2 separate regions of the Mus musculus genome follow, and region 2 is linked to region 1. Evidence: chromatin contacts called from public HiChIP or PLAC-seq data. All regions are on one chromosome and are shown on one strand. Each heading gives the region's core, a stretch centred on a gene start, on an enhancer-like site or on the middle of the called end of the contact. The rest is flanking DNA. Distances are from core to core; before and after follow the strand shown.

The links. HiChIP or PLAC-seq counts read pairs in DNA pulled down with a chosen protein or histone mark.
Region 2: a contact with region 1 is called in an H3K27ac HiChIP or PLAC-seq map of embryonic stem cells, with 2.6 times the contacts expected there. The contact joins two enhancer-like sites. A contact is called at or near these places in 1 of 484 Hi-C or Micro-C datasets (embryonic stem cells) and 3 of 115 datasets of contacts at active chromatin or transcription factors (astrocytes and embryonic stem cells).

What each region holds. Positions count from the first base shown.
Region 1 is chr7:137,568,224-137,572,703 of GRCm38.p6, reverse strand. No RefSeq gene overlaps it. Among named protein-coding and RNA genes, the nearest start is that of Gm51411, 83 kb to the left of the region's middle. Within about 2 kb of position 2,308, at least 10 of the 459 cell types and tissues checked have an H3K27ac peak or open chromatin away from gene starts, as enhancers often do. A contact at or near this core is called in embryonic stem cells, where this site is marked.
Region 2 is chr7:138,151,547-138,156,026 of GRCm38.p6, reverse strand. No RefSeq gene overlaps it. Among named protein-coding and RNA genes, the nearest start is that of Gm30395, 30 kb to the right of the region's middle. Within about 2 kb of position 2,341, at least 20 of the 459 cell types and tissues checked have an H3K27ac peak or open chromatin away from gene starts, as enhancers often do. A contact at or near this core is called in embryonic stem cells, where this site is marked.

The DNA of each region.
Region 1 (4,480 bases), core at 1,059-3,558:
GTTGGGATACAGTGGCAGTTCCAATCAGTGCTGACGTCTCACCCTGAGCATGTACACATGCAGTAGGTATATTCACTTAAGGTGCACAGTCACCATGAGAGACCAGTTACTTCTTCCCCTTGAGTAGTTTGCCCTTGCTTCATGCTGCAGTCCAGCCCTGAATGGCAACTGCTAGGGGTCATGGTGAAGGCTTATTCTGACACTCTCCCAGTGAGAGCTACACTCTGAATTCTAAGCCAGTTCCTGTGAAATGCTTTCCTTTAAAAGAGTTGCTATGGTCATGGTGTCTCTTCATAGCACTAGAAACCCAAACTAAGACACCTTGGCTAGTAGACAGTGTTTGTCCCCATGTGCTCCATATATCCCCACCTGTTCTTCCTTCTGTGTGATTCTCTTCTTAGGAGGATACTCATCTCTAAGCACAGTCACACTCTGAGGTGCCAAAGTTAGAAGGTATACACCTGAATTCTCAGAAGACACAATTCAACCCCAAACAGAGAACGCCTGCAGTCTCAGAGATTAAGTCACACCATCGTGACTGACATAAAGCCACTTAGAGAAATGGGGGTGTACATGTTTGCCCCAGTGTGTGCTTTTGTAGATCTCCTGAACCATTTTGTTTATAAGCAATGATATCTTTGAGTCAGAGATGTCACTCAGCCTGATGACAGGAAGTGGGTCTGATGAGGTGGGCTTTCTGTTCTGCCCTGAGGGGACAGTCAGAGGGAGGCCAAGATGCAGCTGCCACCACAAACCTATTTGGTGTCCTCCCCACTTCATTGATATAGTGAAGTATTATGAAGTCTCTTCATCTCCTACTTGGCTTCATGGGGGTTATTTTGGCGTTTTGATGGGTACCGGTGACCATGGCCTCTTTGGCCATCATTGAACACTGTAGACATTGGGGGAAGCCAGGCAATGTCTGGATTTCTGTCTTTCAGCCCTATATCCAGTTTTGGAGCCTCTATCCCCTTACCTAAGGGCTATTTCTGACACCAGGGCATACTTTGTGGTTCTGAGTTCTGCTTCCTCCCTCGGGGTGATCAGGGTAAGAGGATGGAGTGGAGCCTCGGGTAGGAGAAGGTCTTCTCCAAGGATTTCAGTGCTACAGCTCTTATGGGTGATATTCAGTGAAACAGCTCTCTTAGACAATATCTGGTGAAAGCTTGGATTCGTTATTCAGTGTGAACAAGGGCTATATAAACCTTGGAGAGTGGGAAGAGGTTCTTTTTTGGGGTGAATGTTCATTGGCTGAGGCTTAAGGTACTGGGAATACCTCATTTGCATGGAGAGGAACTCCAGGTGCTTGTTAGGCAGGGCCTTCCCCTCCAGGGGAAAGGGAGTTGAACCTATGATTTCACCAAGGACTATGCGACATTCCTCAGGTAGAGGATGTGGGGTCAGACTCCTCAGATAAGGTCAAGTGGAGAAGAAGAAGCCCCACTGAAAAAAGAGGTCCTCCATTTTGTACCAACCTTGGTCATGGTAGACTGAGTCTTTAATAGCTGTGTTTCCCAACAATCCTTGATCTCATTCATCTCCCTAGGGAATTCTTCTGCTACTAACTAACTAAACAACACAAGGACCCACATTCCTTTGTCTCCGGGTATGTGGCTTTAGACTCTATACTTTCTGTGGGATGTCAGAGCTTCCCATTAAGCATTGTTGTCTGCAATTAACTACTAGTGACGCTGTATTATTTTATCTAATCCCAGCTCACTGTCCTGCTGTCTCCTCCCCTCTCAGCAAGTACTTCTTGGAATCATATTCCTGGCACAAGCTCAGCACTCAAGTATTTGTCTTAAGGTTTCCTTCTAGGGACCCCAGATGAGGATTAGATGGCTCCACCACCTTTTAAAAGGATCTGGTACCTGTTCAAAATGATTTATCTTTCTAATGCTGTGATTGACCCTCCCCCACCCCCACCCCATCCCAAAACTCCTTCCAGGATACCGTATCCCTACTCCATAAGCTTTGAGGAGTGCTGAACCAACATCTAAAATACCACTATCTGGGAAGTACTCTGGGCCTGGAGACCTCTTGTGGTCTTTTGCCTGAGAGGCTAATGTCTGTGGCTGTCTGTGGCCACACAAACCAGGTTCTTGAAAGGTAGGCTGGGGCTATATGGAGAATTGACGGCAAGAGAAATAATGAGACCAAGACAAAATTTTCTGATCAAGGCCCAATGTTTACTTAAGAGTCTGAGCTTATAAAGGGGGAAGGCCCATCCCCCACAACACCAGGCTTTTGATGCTTTGTCGCCAGCCTTCCAGCACTTGGTCCAGGGTGTTGCTTATCTCAGGAAGAAAGGTTTCAGCCTCTCAGCAGGTAGTGGCTGCTTGGAGAAGAGCACAGGTGGCAGAACAATAGACCTATCTAGGTCAGAAGACTCCACCCTAGTTGGTCTTGTTCACAGTGGCAGAACAGGTCTGAGCCAGCCTGCTCAAGGCTGAGGGAGGCTACAAATGTCTATGGAGCTGTACATGAAGTAACATGGGGCCAGAAGGCAGGATGACATGCATATGTGAATCTTCTTATTATTTAAAGAAGATGTTGGTGTACTTGACCCTGTGAGAGTTCATATCCCAACTGTGGCATGACTCTGGGTCCATTGCCATGTGGAAGAGAGGAAATGCATGTAGCTCCTAGGACAGATGTGTGACCTCTGGAGGTCATGGCCAGTTGAGATGGAAGGATTGTGGTCCTGAGTATGTTTTCAGTAGATGTCTGATGCCTTGAGGTACCCTGGAAATTCTCAGAGACCAGGTGACTCTGGCCTCAGGATAATGAGAATAGGACACCTATGCGCGTCTCATATCTCAATTACCCCTGTCTATCAGAACACCAGAGGGCTGGGCTTGCCATTGCCTCTCTTTTTCCTGAGGAAAGTACCAGGAAAAGCACTTCCTTCCAGGGGAGGTTCTTTTTCAAATGACCAATTGATGTCACGGGGGAAAAGCAGGTCAAAGGTAGACTTCTGCTCCTTCCTGGTCCCCGGCTCTGCTGTTGATCTAACAGGAGTCTTCGGAGTCTCCTCTATTTTCACTTCAGTTCCCAGTAAAGGGATTTACAAAATATGCCTTTCAAAGGCCCATAAATCTAGGACTTTTCATTAAGTGGATCTGTATGTCTATGTGTTCCGCCCTCTTTCTCCTCAAAAAGCTACTAGGGTTGGAGAGAGGCCTGGCTTTGAGTCATTGTCTTAGTTTTCCTTCAGTTGCTATGAGAAAACACTCAAGCCAAAACAACTTAATGGAAGATTTATTCTGGCTTACAGTTCCAGAGGATCATGTCCATCATGTCGGGAAAGACAGAAGTGTAAGCTCAACTGGTCACACTGCAGCAGCAGTCAGGAAGTAGAGAGAGAAAAGAAAGTGGAACCTGCCTATAAATCCGGAAGGCCCACCTCCATTGAGCTACTTCCTCCAGTTAAGACTCCACTTCCTAAGGGGCTCACAAATTCCACACACAACACCATGAGCAAGAGACTGTGTGTTCAAACACACAAGTCTCTGGGGGGCATTGCATTTTCAAGCCACAGTCGTCCAAGTCGTCTGTTTTCTTGCTAGTGACAAAGCTTGTACAAAAATACACAAATGCAATTAGGTAAATGTTAGAAGCAGAATGAGAAGTAAATCCACAAAGCTTCTTAAAAGCTGCCCATCAACATACTACTGAAAGCTACTAAAAGATAAAAGGGCAAAGCACAAGTAACAATGATGGTGACATTTGGCGCCACCTCCTTCCTGGGCCATCTAAAGCTGAAGTCATCTGCATGGGGCATGTTGGATTCCTCTGAAGTCAGAGATCCTTGTCTTCCCTAAGACTCAGAATGTTGCTCATCATGGGTGCAGCAGGTATTAGGTACCTGCCAGACTATCTTCCTTTTAGACTTCCTCTGTTGGATAGCAGCAGCCTTGCTGACCACACTTGACTTTGTGGGGGCTGGTTCTCTCATGTTTGTGACGATCCCCCAATTTGTAGACCTTGGAGTAGCTAACACTCTAGCCAAGGATGGTTCTGTGGGTATTGGAGACTGGGGGCAACAAACAGAGGACTGAGATCTGCACAGGATGACCAGTCCTGGTGCTTTCAAATCCCAATGAGATGCGACACTCTATTGAAAAGATAAGGGTGTGGAAGCTGAGTGTTCTAGTTCTGCCACAGCTTTGTTCCCAATGTGGCTGGCAGTGAACCTCATGGCACATAGATGATGTCAGAAATTGGGTCATCCGCTGATCTCAGAATCTACACTATCAGACGCTGCATATACTCAGATCATAGATTCATCCCCTAGCCACTGAGGATGGGGCTTCCTGTGTCAATCTTCACTGCTTGGACAATACTCCTGCAGCCTGTGGTTCTTCGGTGCCCTCTCCGTCTCCATAGCTACCCTCTGTAGCTGTTTCTATTGTGATCATTTCTAGCTACCAGGCTGTGATGGTAACTTAGTCTTATTTAAAAAAAAAAAAAAAAAAGT
Region 2 (4,480 bases), core at 1,092-3,591, 580 kb before region 1:
AGGACTGTGAGGAGGAGAAGCCACAATAGATAGTCTGCTACAGAGATGGGGATGAGACTCGGGGATTGGATTTGTAATAGAGGAGGGCAAGGTGAAGATCTGTAGTTAGCCTGCCTGTTTCCCCGGCTGTGATGGCTGCTGAGTTCCCAGGGAATGCCTGCTGGTGTTAGAGGCTGGATAATGGGATGAGTTGAGGTAAGAAAGATTGGATAAGAAGGTTTACTTCCTGAGTCACAGGAGATAGGGTCAGGAGAAAGAGGGATCAGAGCTGGTGTTCTGCCACAGAGCTGAGGACGAGACCAGGGAATTGGATATGAACTTCATAAAAATGGTGTATTTTTCATGTACCTTCTTGGGACCCAGCTCTTACTATTCTACTTACATAACATCACCGGTACTAGGACATACTGGGAGAGGCATTGCATTTACTGATCTTTATTTCTGTCAAACATTTTGCAATGTGCCTGTGCCAGAGTTTATTGATCCATTCTACTTCTAGTGGGTACACAGCTTCCTTCCAGCTTTTTCTTATTGCACATGGTGTTGGCAAGGATTGGTGTGAGCCCCTGATCACTCACAAGTGAGAATTACTTTTGGGTACTTACCTGGGAGTGGGATGTTTGTGGAGTGGAACATATGTGTGTTTGACTTCAGGAACTGATGTCAAACTGTTTACCAAGGTGATTATACTAATTACTCCCCTGCCTGCAGTGGATTAAGATTCCACAGATGAACACTCCTCCTAGCACCTGTCGCTGTGTCCCTTCACTTGCTCACTGTGGGAGGTTTGTCTATTAAAAAAGAGAAAGGACATATTCCTGAAAGGAAAATCTGCAGTGTGCCTCTGATAGCCTTCAGGATTCATGGCAGGACACACAAACAATTAAAAATTTATAAAAATGGATATGTATGTAGGACTTTTGGGCTAAGTCTTGTGTTGGAATCTAACATTCAGAAATCCACAGAGTAGCTCTCGTTCCTTGGAGAATCACAAGCTAGTTCAGATTCTCATAGTTTGTGCAAGCCATGAAGTCATTCCCAGGATATGACAAAACTCCATAGGCATTTCTCAAACCATCTATGAAAATTCTGTTTCAGTGGTGGCTTCAGGCTCACCACTGATATCCTGAGGAGCTTTCTGAATAGCCGAAGTCTCAGTTTTTCTTCTATGTCTGGGCCTGTTCTCCGAGAGTGCCCAGACAGACAGGTGAAACCACGGACAGCATAGTGCCTGTAAACCAGCTCCGGAAACAGTCTTGTCTTTGATATCACTGGGAACAGGCTGGTTTGAAGGACAGAGTTAATGCTACTTTACTATGCTTAAGTGAAGGGTGGGAGAAGTCACTGCCATCTTGCTGTGAGCAACTTTGATCATGTCCTGTAGGAGTCCTCTACTTCCTGAGACAGTGCTCCTGGAAGCACCTCCCCACTGTGACTAGGCATCTCTGAATGCAGTAATCTCAGAATATAATATCCTCTAGACCTCCATGGGGCTCATGTCTTATCCTCTGACCTCCCCCTTGGTAGCTGGCAACACAAAGAAGACTCACGATCTTATAAATATCAAATTAATTTCCCTGTATCCACTTATCATAGAACTTTTGATTTAGAGGTATCATTTCCTGAGTCTCTGGGCACTTCCTTTTGCTCCATGTTTTAGTGTCTCAAGGTCAATTCACATATAATTCACACTACAACACAGCAATTAACACAGAGAAAACAATCTTTCTTAAAATAGGTTCTTATTTCACTCTCTACCAGATGCACAGAACTGTTTACGAGACTGGTAGGGAACAAATTCAGCAGGAACTACACTGTATTAACAGATGGCCTTTGACCCACATGGTTCATAACTAGCCACCCTATCATTTAGGAGCTATAATGGAAACTCAGGGTGCTTCCAGTGATCTTAGGGACCTGGGCATGCTGGGAACTTTGGGACATCCATTAGAACAGAGACGCATCATCAACCAGGGTGAACAGATTTGATGGGCATTTTTTTTTTAACGACAGAGATTTTTATACAGATTCCTGATTAGCATAAAACTCCAATTCTCATTCTTCATTGTTCTGCAGCCAAATGAAACGAGCAAGACTTTGTGGGTGTTCCTGGAAGCATGCTCTGAGTGCTCCCTTCATCATTCAGAATCCTCCCTGACTCCTGACAAACAGATCCCAGAACCATCCAGAACTTGCCTGTGGCACAAGGCAGCAGTGGAGGATTATGGTCCACTGCAGGATTCAAGATTGCCTCTTCAGGGATGCCCTAGACAGATCCACAGTGCTGTGCTGCTCAAACAAGAGATTTGCTGAGAACATTTGCAATTCAATACTCTTCCTTGAGTCTTCACTGTGACACCAGATTCTTTTTGTGCTCAGTCAGGACACAAAGGGCCAGCTGGAGGGCTTCCAAAGGCATTTGGTTGGAAAGCAGACAAAGCCATTGTTATAAATTCCTTGCACTCAGACAGCTCAACAGGTGAAATCCATGTTTCTCCCAACATCTTCCCCAAAATTCACTCCCTGTCAGTTTCAATCTGGTGTCTTAAAAATAAGAATGAGAATGTGTCGTGTGTGTGTGTGTGTGTGTGTGTGTGTGTGTTCCAACAGACTTGATAAAAGACACCATTTTATATTCTGTATAGTGAATAATGGCTTCAGGCCAGCTGCAGGATCCTCCCAGGACAACCCAAAAAGATGATGGCAGTTCCATCAGGGCATCCTCCCAGTCTGCACAGAGTGACTTGCTGTGAACATGAAGAAGGAGGCTGTCTAACCCCTTCCTCCCACACCAGTGTCTCTAGCTTGTTCTGAGTTGATAGCCCCAGAACTTGCTTCAGGCATCAGAAATCAGAGATGTGGAGGATGGATCGATTCATTAAATCACTCTCAAGTCCCTGGCCCTACAGGCAAGAAGCACATCGTCCTGGGGCAGAACACCATGATTGGGAAATAGGAGTTTCTGAGAAGAGGGTTTCTCAGCATGTAAAGTGATAGAATGGTAGACACGGATGGAATTTGACCCCCAAAGGCAAGGGATACAGCACTAACACATACCTTTGATTTTGTTCAGGGAGCTCAGGCTAACTCGAGGCTGTCTTGAATCTTTGAAAAGGGATTGGATCAGGAGAAGGGGAAGGGAGACAGATGGCAGCCTCGGCTGAATTTGGAGTCACCTGGCTCTGGACCAGACTGATTGCTTCAGAAACTTCGGGGTAGGTCCTGCGCAGTGGTGCTTTCTAAGTGTCTAGGTAAGTCTGTCTTCAACTATTCTGAGAGACAGTAGAGGTGGGCTTGGATTTAAGGGTCAGCCAACTGAGAATTAGGCTGCTTGAATCATGGGTAGGACACCTACGAGGCAAAATACCTCAGCCTGAGAGTGAAAGGGAAGCCAAGTGGGACTGGTTGGACATGATGGAGATTCGATGTCATTTTGGCCTAAGTGATAGTTGGGTTTCAGACCCAGGACAAATGGCCAATGTACATATTTTACATACCAAAGTAGATCTGACATCCAGGTTCTCCTAGCATCCTTCAGTCTCTACCTGGCACACCCCACCTCTACCCCCAATCTTTCCAGCCCAGGGGCTGAGCTGCCCTTCCTTGACAGGCTCTTACTTATGTAATCCAGATATTTTGGTTTTCTCTCTCTCTCTCTCTCTCTCTCTCTCTCTCTCTCTCTCTCTCTCTCTCTCTCTCTCTCTCTCTCTCTCTTCCCTTGCCTCCATTTCCTTTCTCATGGCAATTTCCCTGACCTCCATGGGGCCAGTGAACTAATCTGCCCTAGAACAGCTTCCCAATAAGCCTGCACTTATATATGTTTTAATCTGGATTGAACTGGTTCATTTTACTGGCAGAGAAATAACTTCTCAGTGATGCTCATGTTGTGTTACTATAACAGCATATCAGAGACTGGGTAACTAAAGTACTGGGTACTAAAGTTCACTTGGCTCATAGTGGTGTGGTGCCCAGAACCTGATGAGAGGTCTTTGCTGCGTTATAATAATATTATGGTGGGAAGGCAGAGGGAACTGGCTATTCACAGAGTGGACCCATTTGTAGGTAGTCATACTTTCTAGAGATCTGTGCCCATGCATACACAATCATTCCTGAGACCCAACCTTCTCTGAGCATCCGTCTATGCAGGAAGGTCAGGACTCCAGGATACTATAACTTCCCTCTAGGCTAACCTGTGATAGTCTCTACTCCTTGAGCCCTACCCCAGCCTTAGAAAATAAACCTCCAGGATATACTCACCCCACAGTGCTCAGATATTGGGTCAGACATGAATTCTTAGTATGTCCACAGGGGGTAAGTTACAAGACGTTGGACTTTAATTCCATGACTGAGTGAAAAGATTTCCTTTAGCAGTGTGGACAGCACTGTCCAAACCACAGAGGCCTTAAAAGAGCAAGAAGGAGGAGGTGTCTCTTCTCCATCTCTCTGCTTGAGCTGAGACACCCACATTCTCTCCACCTCC